Regions from separate parts of the Mus musculus genome. Here region 1 is linked to region 2. A link is a contact called in public Hi-C data. All regions are on one chromosome and are shown on one strand. Each heading gives the region's core, a stretch centred on a gene start, on an enhancer-like site or on the middle of the called end of the contact. The rest is flanking DNA. Distances are from core to core; before and after follow the strand shown.

Region 1 (4,065 bases), core at 1,116-3,615, 250 kb before region 2:
TACATATATATATATATATATATAGTCATGGATCCCTCCAGTTACACTCCTTGATTAGTGGTCTAGTTTCACAGTCAAAATGTCTGCACCATGTCCTCTGCATATTTATTCTAGCTTTCTTTTTCGTATTATTTTTATCAGACTCCTGAGTGTGTGAGTGGGTAGGTCTCTCATTCTTGTGCCTTCTCTCTGGTCTCTTTTCCTCCTTTGGTTTGTCTTGCCCAACTTCAATGTGATGGTTGTTGTGGTTTTATTATATTTAATTTGTTATGGTTTGTTATCATTTCTTAGAAGTCTGTTCTTTTCTAATGAGAGACAGGAAGGGGGTGGATGCAAATGGTCAGGCAGGTGGGAAGGATCTAGGAGGAGTAGAGGAAGGGAAAACTGTAATCAGGATATATCTATAGAAAAAAATCTATTTTTAATAATAGGAAAAATCAAAACCAGTTAGGGTACTTACATGTCTAGATTTCTAACATTTATCAACTATATAATTATGAATTTGACCTATGATTTATGAACAAATTATACCGTATTTTAATTTACTTAGAGAACGAAGAGTTGAGAAATATTAAATACAGATTTGGGGTTTTGTGACAGTCTATTACAATCTAAATAAATTAAAGGTGGATTGACAAATACAACATAAATGATGGAAGATTTTTTTAAAAAGTAATTAACAAGTAGGTTTGTGATAACATCATATTCTCAGAACAACAACGTCAGTTATCAGTTAAGACCTTAAAAGAACAGTAAAGAATGATAAAAAAACAAATCACATGAGGGCTGTGCTGCATTCACTATTATTTATTTTCTGTTGTGATAATATAAACTAAATGACCTAATTCAAATGGTTGATAGGAAAATGAATGACCTCAAGCTTCATAAAGAGAGAAATGCTACAATGTAAACAATACATTATGTTTCATCTTTCCAAGAGATATTGTAGACTTAAGTGTTAGTATTGGGGGAAAAGAAAACACTAGAAAAGGAGAAATTCAAGGAAAGCTTATTACAGCTGGTTTCATTTGACAAAGAGTCTGCTTATGCTTCAGGCTTAAATATGAACAGTGATTCAACTGACATGATTCTTATACCATTGATTACATAAGAAAATGGGAAAGATGACTTATTTTTGAATAAATAACATTTCAGGTGCCAACAAACAATGCTCTGTGTTACCATATATCTTCCATACTTATTTGTATACCCCATCCTCTCTCATTCTGTACCTGTTATCCTCAATGTGAAAAAGTATTTGCATGTGTGTGTGTGTGTGTGTGTGTGTGTGTGTGTGTTGATATCACACACCCTTACATATTAAAACACTAGGAAAAGACAGTTCTGATAAGTTTACTCATAGTTCAATGTTGAAAGTTAACTACAACCATGTTCTGTCCTGTGATTGGTTCTGTAGGTTTGAGGTCCCACTGTGGAATTATCAGGCAGGAAATACAGCTTTTGTGCAGTAGGTGGAGCTGCTTTATCAGGCTGAAGTAGAACTACGTTGTCAGTCATTTAATTCAAGAATGAATAAAACATTTTCCTTGTTACATTTGCATAGTTCTCAAAGAACATGTATCTACTGCTTAAGCATCTTGAATCACACTCTCCCATGCCAAAGGGGTAGTAGCTTGCTCAGGGGTGTGATGTGCTCTTTCTACTTTGAAAACAAAAAGCTAACTTAAGTGTATAGGTTTTTGTCCTTGAATGAGCTTGTCAATTCAAGCGAAATACAGCTGTTTGCTTTTCTTAAAGGTTTTTGAAAGTGGAAGCTTCACAGGCCACTTATAAATTTCAGAATGAGAGAGTGTGGGATAGAGGAAAGTAGAAGAGAGAGGGACAGAGGTGGAAACAAAAGAGAGAAAGATAGAGACCATTTCTAGTTTTACTAGAATAGGGATAGAAATACAAAGGTACTCTAAACTGAAGAGAAACAGGAGGCATTTCACTCACTAGCAACATTCCAGCATCTCCATTTAATACCACACATTCTATAAAAAAATAGTGATTATATACTTTTGATTATAATTTAAGAAAAATGAGAATTTAGAAGACCGTTATAATTGAAGAGTTGGAAGTGTTTGAGCATGGTAAGATGACTTGAGGAAGACAGTATGCTTTCTATGGAGACACACAAGGCATCAAGGAAGGTAACAGATATGTATCTTTTATAAAGAGAAACTATCAGCTCTGCCAGTAGTTAAAGGAACTGCCCCAGCCAACTGCAATGACTACATGTTTCTTTCCCATGTTAACACCCAGTGCACTCTGCAAATCCCAAGTTCTGACGTGAGCACATTAGGCTATGGAGGGCCAGAGAGAGGCAGAGTTCAGATCGTAAATGGTCTTCCTACTACAATGAACATTTCATGGCGTTCTTACAAGGAGCAAACTATGCTTCCATTTTCTTATTAAAGCTGATGATTGGTTGGGGGAAAAGAGCTCACTCTTCTCACATTGCTGTCATGTCCTTCCATAGTCCCCCATTTGCATGGTGGCTGTTTTGTGCTTCACACAAAACCATCTCTTTTTACATTGTGGTCAAAGTAAAAATCTATGCATGCACTCACATGTACTTTCCTGAGTTTAGTTTTTTTTCCACTTTACACATGTGTATGACCACACATGTATGATCATGTGTATACGTGGGAAAACACATTGGTAAGATGTGCCTAGGAAGCAGAGCACCTGTGCTTGCATCATGGTTTGCCACCACATCAGTACCTCATAGCTCATCACCTTGGCAGTCCCTGAATTGTAGTTCTCTCATGGGCTTCCTTCAGCAGCAGATGAAAAAATGAAGAGAATGTTTTAGTATCTTCATAAAAACTTGCTGAGACTCCTTAACCCTGAGACCAACAAGCAGAATTTTTCCTCAGGAAAACATAAAATGCATGTGGCTTAGCTGAGCTTTTCCTGAGCTCTGATGGAACCTGGAAGCCATCCAGGCAGATCTCTGCTTCCCAGCCTTTTACAGCCTTCTCTAATGTATTCAAGTGAAACTAGCTAAAGGATTCAAAGGATGACTGCTGGGTGCCCTCCCTCCCCTCCACACACCATCTATTTCCTGTACAGGATGTCCGTGTCCTCTGAGCTCAATGGCTCTTATGTTACTCGGGAGAAAAATAAAAGGGCCATGTAGCAACCAACTGTAGCGTGGTGTAATGCTGTCCTGCCAATTGCTGAGCCATTTTCTTCTCAGGTATTTGATTTTTCTCTCCTCATTTAAAATAATTAACTCCACAAAAGCATGTAGACAGTCTTAATTTTGGGATCACAACTTTTCAGATATGGGGGGGGGAAGAAAAGCTAAAAAGATCGAATAGCCACTAAATGCCCTACAAAGAGCTGAGAGATGTCTCAGCTCTGTTCATTTTCTCATGAATTTCTATGAAGAGGAACAGCTGAAGTAGCTCCAAAGGAAGCTGACAAAATGCCCAATGGTTTGAGGTAAACACAAACCAATCTGTATCCAACATGTGTTTTATATTACACACAAATCTCACTTAATACCAAAATGAAAACACCTTCATGGTTGAGTGTTAAGGACAGGAGATGGGGATGGGGATCTATACTCTTAGAATGTCCCTTTCAAAAACCCACATGCTATGACAGCAAAGTTACAGCTCTTTCTGAGCCCCTCTGTGTGAGCATGTGTTGAAAATTCAACTTTTCGGTGTGCACACGTGAACAGTATTCTAGTCATCAATATGAGCATGGAAGGGTAAATTACTGGGGAGCATGCCTCAGCACAAGGTACAGCGAGTTTCTTTGTGTGAGTCAATACATGTGGCCAATGTTAATCATAAGCCTAGACACCGGCCCTCTTGAGGCCTCTAATCTAGACATATCCTAAGGGGAAAATAGAAAAAGCAGGTTAAATCCTGACAGCGATAGGCAATTGAGGAAAAGGAGCGTGTGCTGGGGTCTGGCTGCTTCATAGTTATTTCTGCAGGCTGAGGGTGTTCTCTTCCTGTTCTTGCCTTTATGATTCATTTCCTAACTGTGGTCCAGGAATTGAAAACTCAATTTGCATTTATCTTACCCTAATAAATACTGATT
Region 2 (3,974 bases), core at 416-2,915:
ACATTCTTCACAGGATAATGTGCTTTATGTAGAAGCCTAATTAGTGATCATGAAGTGCAAATCATGAAATCCTGCTAATGAATGCACTAGTAATATCAGCTATCAAAGAGCGAGTGGGGTATGACACAAGATTTGATTGCTTTAGGAAAAGTAAACATTAATCTGCTCCATGATCTAACAATTATACTCCCTGGTATATATACAAGAGGATAAAAACACAGATATTCGACATTCATTCATCATTGTCAAACTCTAGGAGCAACCTGAATGTCTATCAATAAGGAGATGAATAAATAAATCACAAAAGTAAGTGATTCAGCAATGAAGAAGGATGGGGAATTGATCTACACAGCAAATGAATAAATTTAAACATTATGTTGAGCAACAGTCATTAGTCACTACAAGAAACATACTGTACTACCTCAATCCTGTAAATTTCAAGAATAAATGAAATAGTTATATGAGACAGTGGTTGTCTGAGTCTGTATAGGATAACAGTCAACTGCATAAAGACTCAAGGGAATTTTCTGGAATAAATGGAATGGTTCATATCCTAACTTGGGCAGAAGATACATGGGTAAATGTAGCTGATAAACTCATCATTTCTTATCTCCATGTATCTCACAGTAAACTGTGACTTCCCAAAGGTCAGATCTGAGAGAAGGGACAGGCTGAAAGGCCACAGAAAACACAAGCAAGCAAGCAAGCAAGCAAGGTTAAACGAATAAAGCAAATGTTTGAGGCATAAACTTAGAAATGCACAAATAGTCTTAACCACTATTTGTTTCTTTATGAATGATTTGTTAAACTCTTCATTATACAATATGTTCAGACATTAAGACATAGATATTTAGTGATATATGTCTTAAATGCTAACAATTTGGTTTGTAGATTTCTCTTGTCTTTGAACATTGATTCTTTAAAATAATGAACTTCTAAGCAGTTTTAAGCTCTATGTTAAGAGTGTCCTTATTACATCTGTTGACATTAAAATAGACAGTGGGCATAAAAGTGAAGGAAAGCCTACCAAGGATGCATATGTCACAGCAGAGCTTGGAGAACTGAAGGGTCTCTAAACATCTGGAATTCTCCAGATTCCAGCTGCATCTTCAGAGTAGGCACAATGATGACACAATAATGGACTGTTGTGTAACTAAGAGGAAGCATGCAAAGAGCACTTGGTAGCATTTGAGTGGTTCATTATCTCAGTTGCCTTCTGTCTCCTACCACATCATGACTTTCTCTGATAACAAAATATTGTTTCTTAACTAGTTAAACTGAATGTTCTGAAAGAGCCAACACAGAAATCACGAACAAAGAATACTGAATATTTCTGTCTAGGGACTAATCTTTGTTAACACTAATCCACCTGGAGCAGAGAACACAGGAAACAATAAATTTGCATCCATTGTTGCTGCGGCTTTAGTGGGAAGCTATAGAAATAACAGGCTGTTTTTATGATGTTATAAAGCTATATTGCCTAAACCTAGGATTGTCCGGTGTCCACTGCACACCAGATTCTGTGTTATGAACTAATTCAGTTGCAGATACAGCAAAGGATTATTTATCCTCAGGGCAAAAACAAGGAGGCCAATGTGTACTTCTCCAAAATAGAGCAGAAATTCACATTTCAACCACAGGCAGAAGCAATGCTCTGACCTAATCATAGGCTGACTGTGTAGATAGCAGAGCTGGAGGAACTTCACCCAGTACCTTCCAACTCAAGTTAGTGCTAACGAGGAGAGAAACAAGTTTTGATAATGATATATTTTTTGCCACAAGTTTCTCTTTGCACAGAAGTTCTTAACAAAATATGAAAGACTACACTTCCTTCCTTGTCCCCGAGGCCGAACATTGCACATAACATTTATTTAAATGTAAGATGCATTTATTTACATTTCAGGTCTCAGGAGATTTTTACACGCTGCATATGACCAGAAGACAGCGCCAAGACATCAACTGCTCTTCCAGACTAAGCCTCCGATCGTTTAGCCCATGTGCTTCTGCTTCAGCTGTTACAGCCCTAACAAGCAAAAGGATATCAGAGCAGCCCATCTTGAAAATGTATTTTTTTTCATAATGAAAGGGGAACCAAACTGTTATGAAGCCTTGGTAATGATCTTGACACCTCCTGTCTTCCCCCTCACCCCTTAGCCCGGTGTTATCTGTCTATCTGTCTCAGAGGGCAGTGCCACCATGCAGGAGATTATGAAGGAGTAGGAGCAGTTAGACTTCTCGAATCTGTTATAAAGAGGAATCCTATTTCTTCTGAGACCACTGAGATAATCAATCTTAAGTCAGTTGTTAGAAGACTATAAGAAGAAGAGCTAGGCCTCAGCGTGATAGGTCAATTGGGTGCAGATAAAATGTCACCTTTTCTCTTATAGAGCTCTGACACAAAGCATGTCTGTCTGCACGTGAACATAGAATAGGAAGGTATCACACTGACTGGTTATCTCAGTAACGATAAACACCATAGGAAGATTCCAACAGCCAGGTCACTGCCTCAGCCAACTAGCATTTGCCAAGAAGAAGATCTGATTATTCTGGATCTAATATGGTTAAAGGCTTGCTGGAGTCAGATATTTAAAATACTTTAAAGTATATGTATAGAATCACCAATCTCCTGAAACACACACACATTCACAGCCTCATTCCTTTGGCTCAGAAGTATTAGGATCTAAAGCTCTTAGATTGTTAAGTAAGTATAAGCTGTACTTCAACACACTTACCTCCTCGCCCTACCCGGAAGAGAACTTGACGAGGGGAGAGATGTAAGATCACATGCATCTATGAGGACTATTAGCATATTAATGAACCGTATGTCTATTTACACTTCCATCACCAAGATTATTTTACCAGCTATTTTAAGGAACAGGTTATGCTTTAATTAATAGCATTTGGGGAGAGGAAGCCAGCTGTATCTCCAAAGTGCATTCAAGCTCCAAACAATTTATTCCACATCAAGAGCTTCCAGCTCACCCAATACTTTAACATGTTAACACTGCCGATCAAGGAAGTACATCTTTTTAAAAATCCACATAGTTAGTTCCCAGAACTAAAGCTAATAAAAAGCATAGATGGCCAGCACACAAACTGATTACCTGCGGGGGATGAATAAGCATCCCTAGTTCAGATGACAAGGATTATAGGGGATTAAGACATGTCGGTTAGTTCATATTGTGTGAAGGTTTCAATGAGAAATATATAGCACAGGCCTATATATCTGAATATTCTATCTGATCTCGAGGATATTGGAACATTTTGGGCATGTGTCCTAGCTGGTAGGCATAGGAGTGGGTTTTGAGGGGGCTATAACCCAGTCCTATTCCTATTCCAACTTCAGTCCTCTCTCCCTCTCTGTCTCTCTCCTCTGTCTCTCTCCTCTCTCCCTCTCCTCTCCCTCTCCTCTCCTCTCCCTCTCCTTTCCCACTCCTCTCCCTCTCCTCTCCTCTCCCTCTCCTCTCCCTCTCCTCTCCCTCTCCTCTCCCTCTCCTCTCCTCTCCCTCTCCTCCTCCTCTCCTCTCCTCTCCTCTCCTCTCCTCTCCTCTCCTCTCCTCTCCTCTCCTCTCCTCTCCTCTCCTCTCCTCTCCTTTCCTCTCCTCTCCTTTCTTCTCTCTCTTTCTCTCTCCCAATATATATGGAATATATTACATTTTATTTCAGTTTAAAAACATACTTTTTTTTTTAGAAAAGAAAGTTACTAAACACAGAAAATGATTTTGTCCATGAGACTTTTATTTGGCTTTTACTTATTATGAGTAGCTGTGAGACAGTCAGCAAAGTGATGACTATAGTAGTAGTAACTAGTGATGCTCATGTCTCTGAACATGCTGGACCCTAAACAATTTATGCACATTTACTCATTTAGTTCTTACAAAAAGTCCTCAAGGGAAACATACAGAAAACAGGCTCTTGTATTCATAAAGCTGGTAAGTGAAATAAATCCAGAGGCCTGAACATACAACCCTCTT

Evidence for each region. Hi-C and Micro-C count contacts between places; a contact is called where the count stands out from the background.
Region 1: a Hi-C map of the G1E-ER4 cell line shows a contact between it and region 2, with 6 times the contacts expected there. The contact joins two enhancer-like sites. A contact is called at or near these places in 1 of 15 datasets of contacts at CTCF or cohesin (the NIH/3T3 cell line), 1 of 484 Hi-C or Micro-C datasets (the G1E-ER4 cell line), 1 of 115 datasets of contacts at active chromatin or transcription factors (memory CD8 T cells) and 2 of 9 other capture datasets (adipose tissue and pancreatic islet).

Annotation. Positions count from the first base shown.
Region 1 is chr8:82,026,536-82,030,600 of GRCm38.p6, reverse strand. The region is part of intron 17 of Inpp4b (inositol polyphosphate-4-phosphatase, type II); the gene reads right to left. Among named protein-coding and RNA genes, the nearest start is that of Gm25267, 120 kb to the left of the region's middle. Within about 2 kb of position 2,365, at least 36 of the 459 cell types and tissues checked have an H3K27ac peak or open chromatin away from gene starts, as enhancers often do. A contact at or near this core is called in the G1E-ER4 cell line, where this site is marked.
Region 2 is chr8:81,771,897-81,775,870 of GRCm38.p6, reverse strand. The region is part of intron 7 of Inpp4b (inositol polyphosphate-4-phosphatase, type II); the gene reads right to left. Among named protein-coding and RNA genes, the nearest start is that of Gm25267, 380 kb to the left of the region's middle. Within about 2 kb of position 1,665, at least 49 of the 459 cell types and tissues checked have an H3K27ac peak or open chromatin away from gene starts, as enhancers often do. A contact at or near this core is called in the G1E-ER4 cell line, where this site is marked.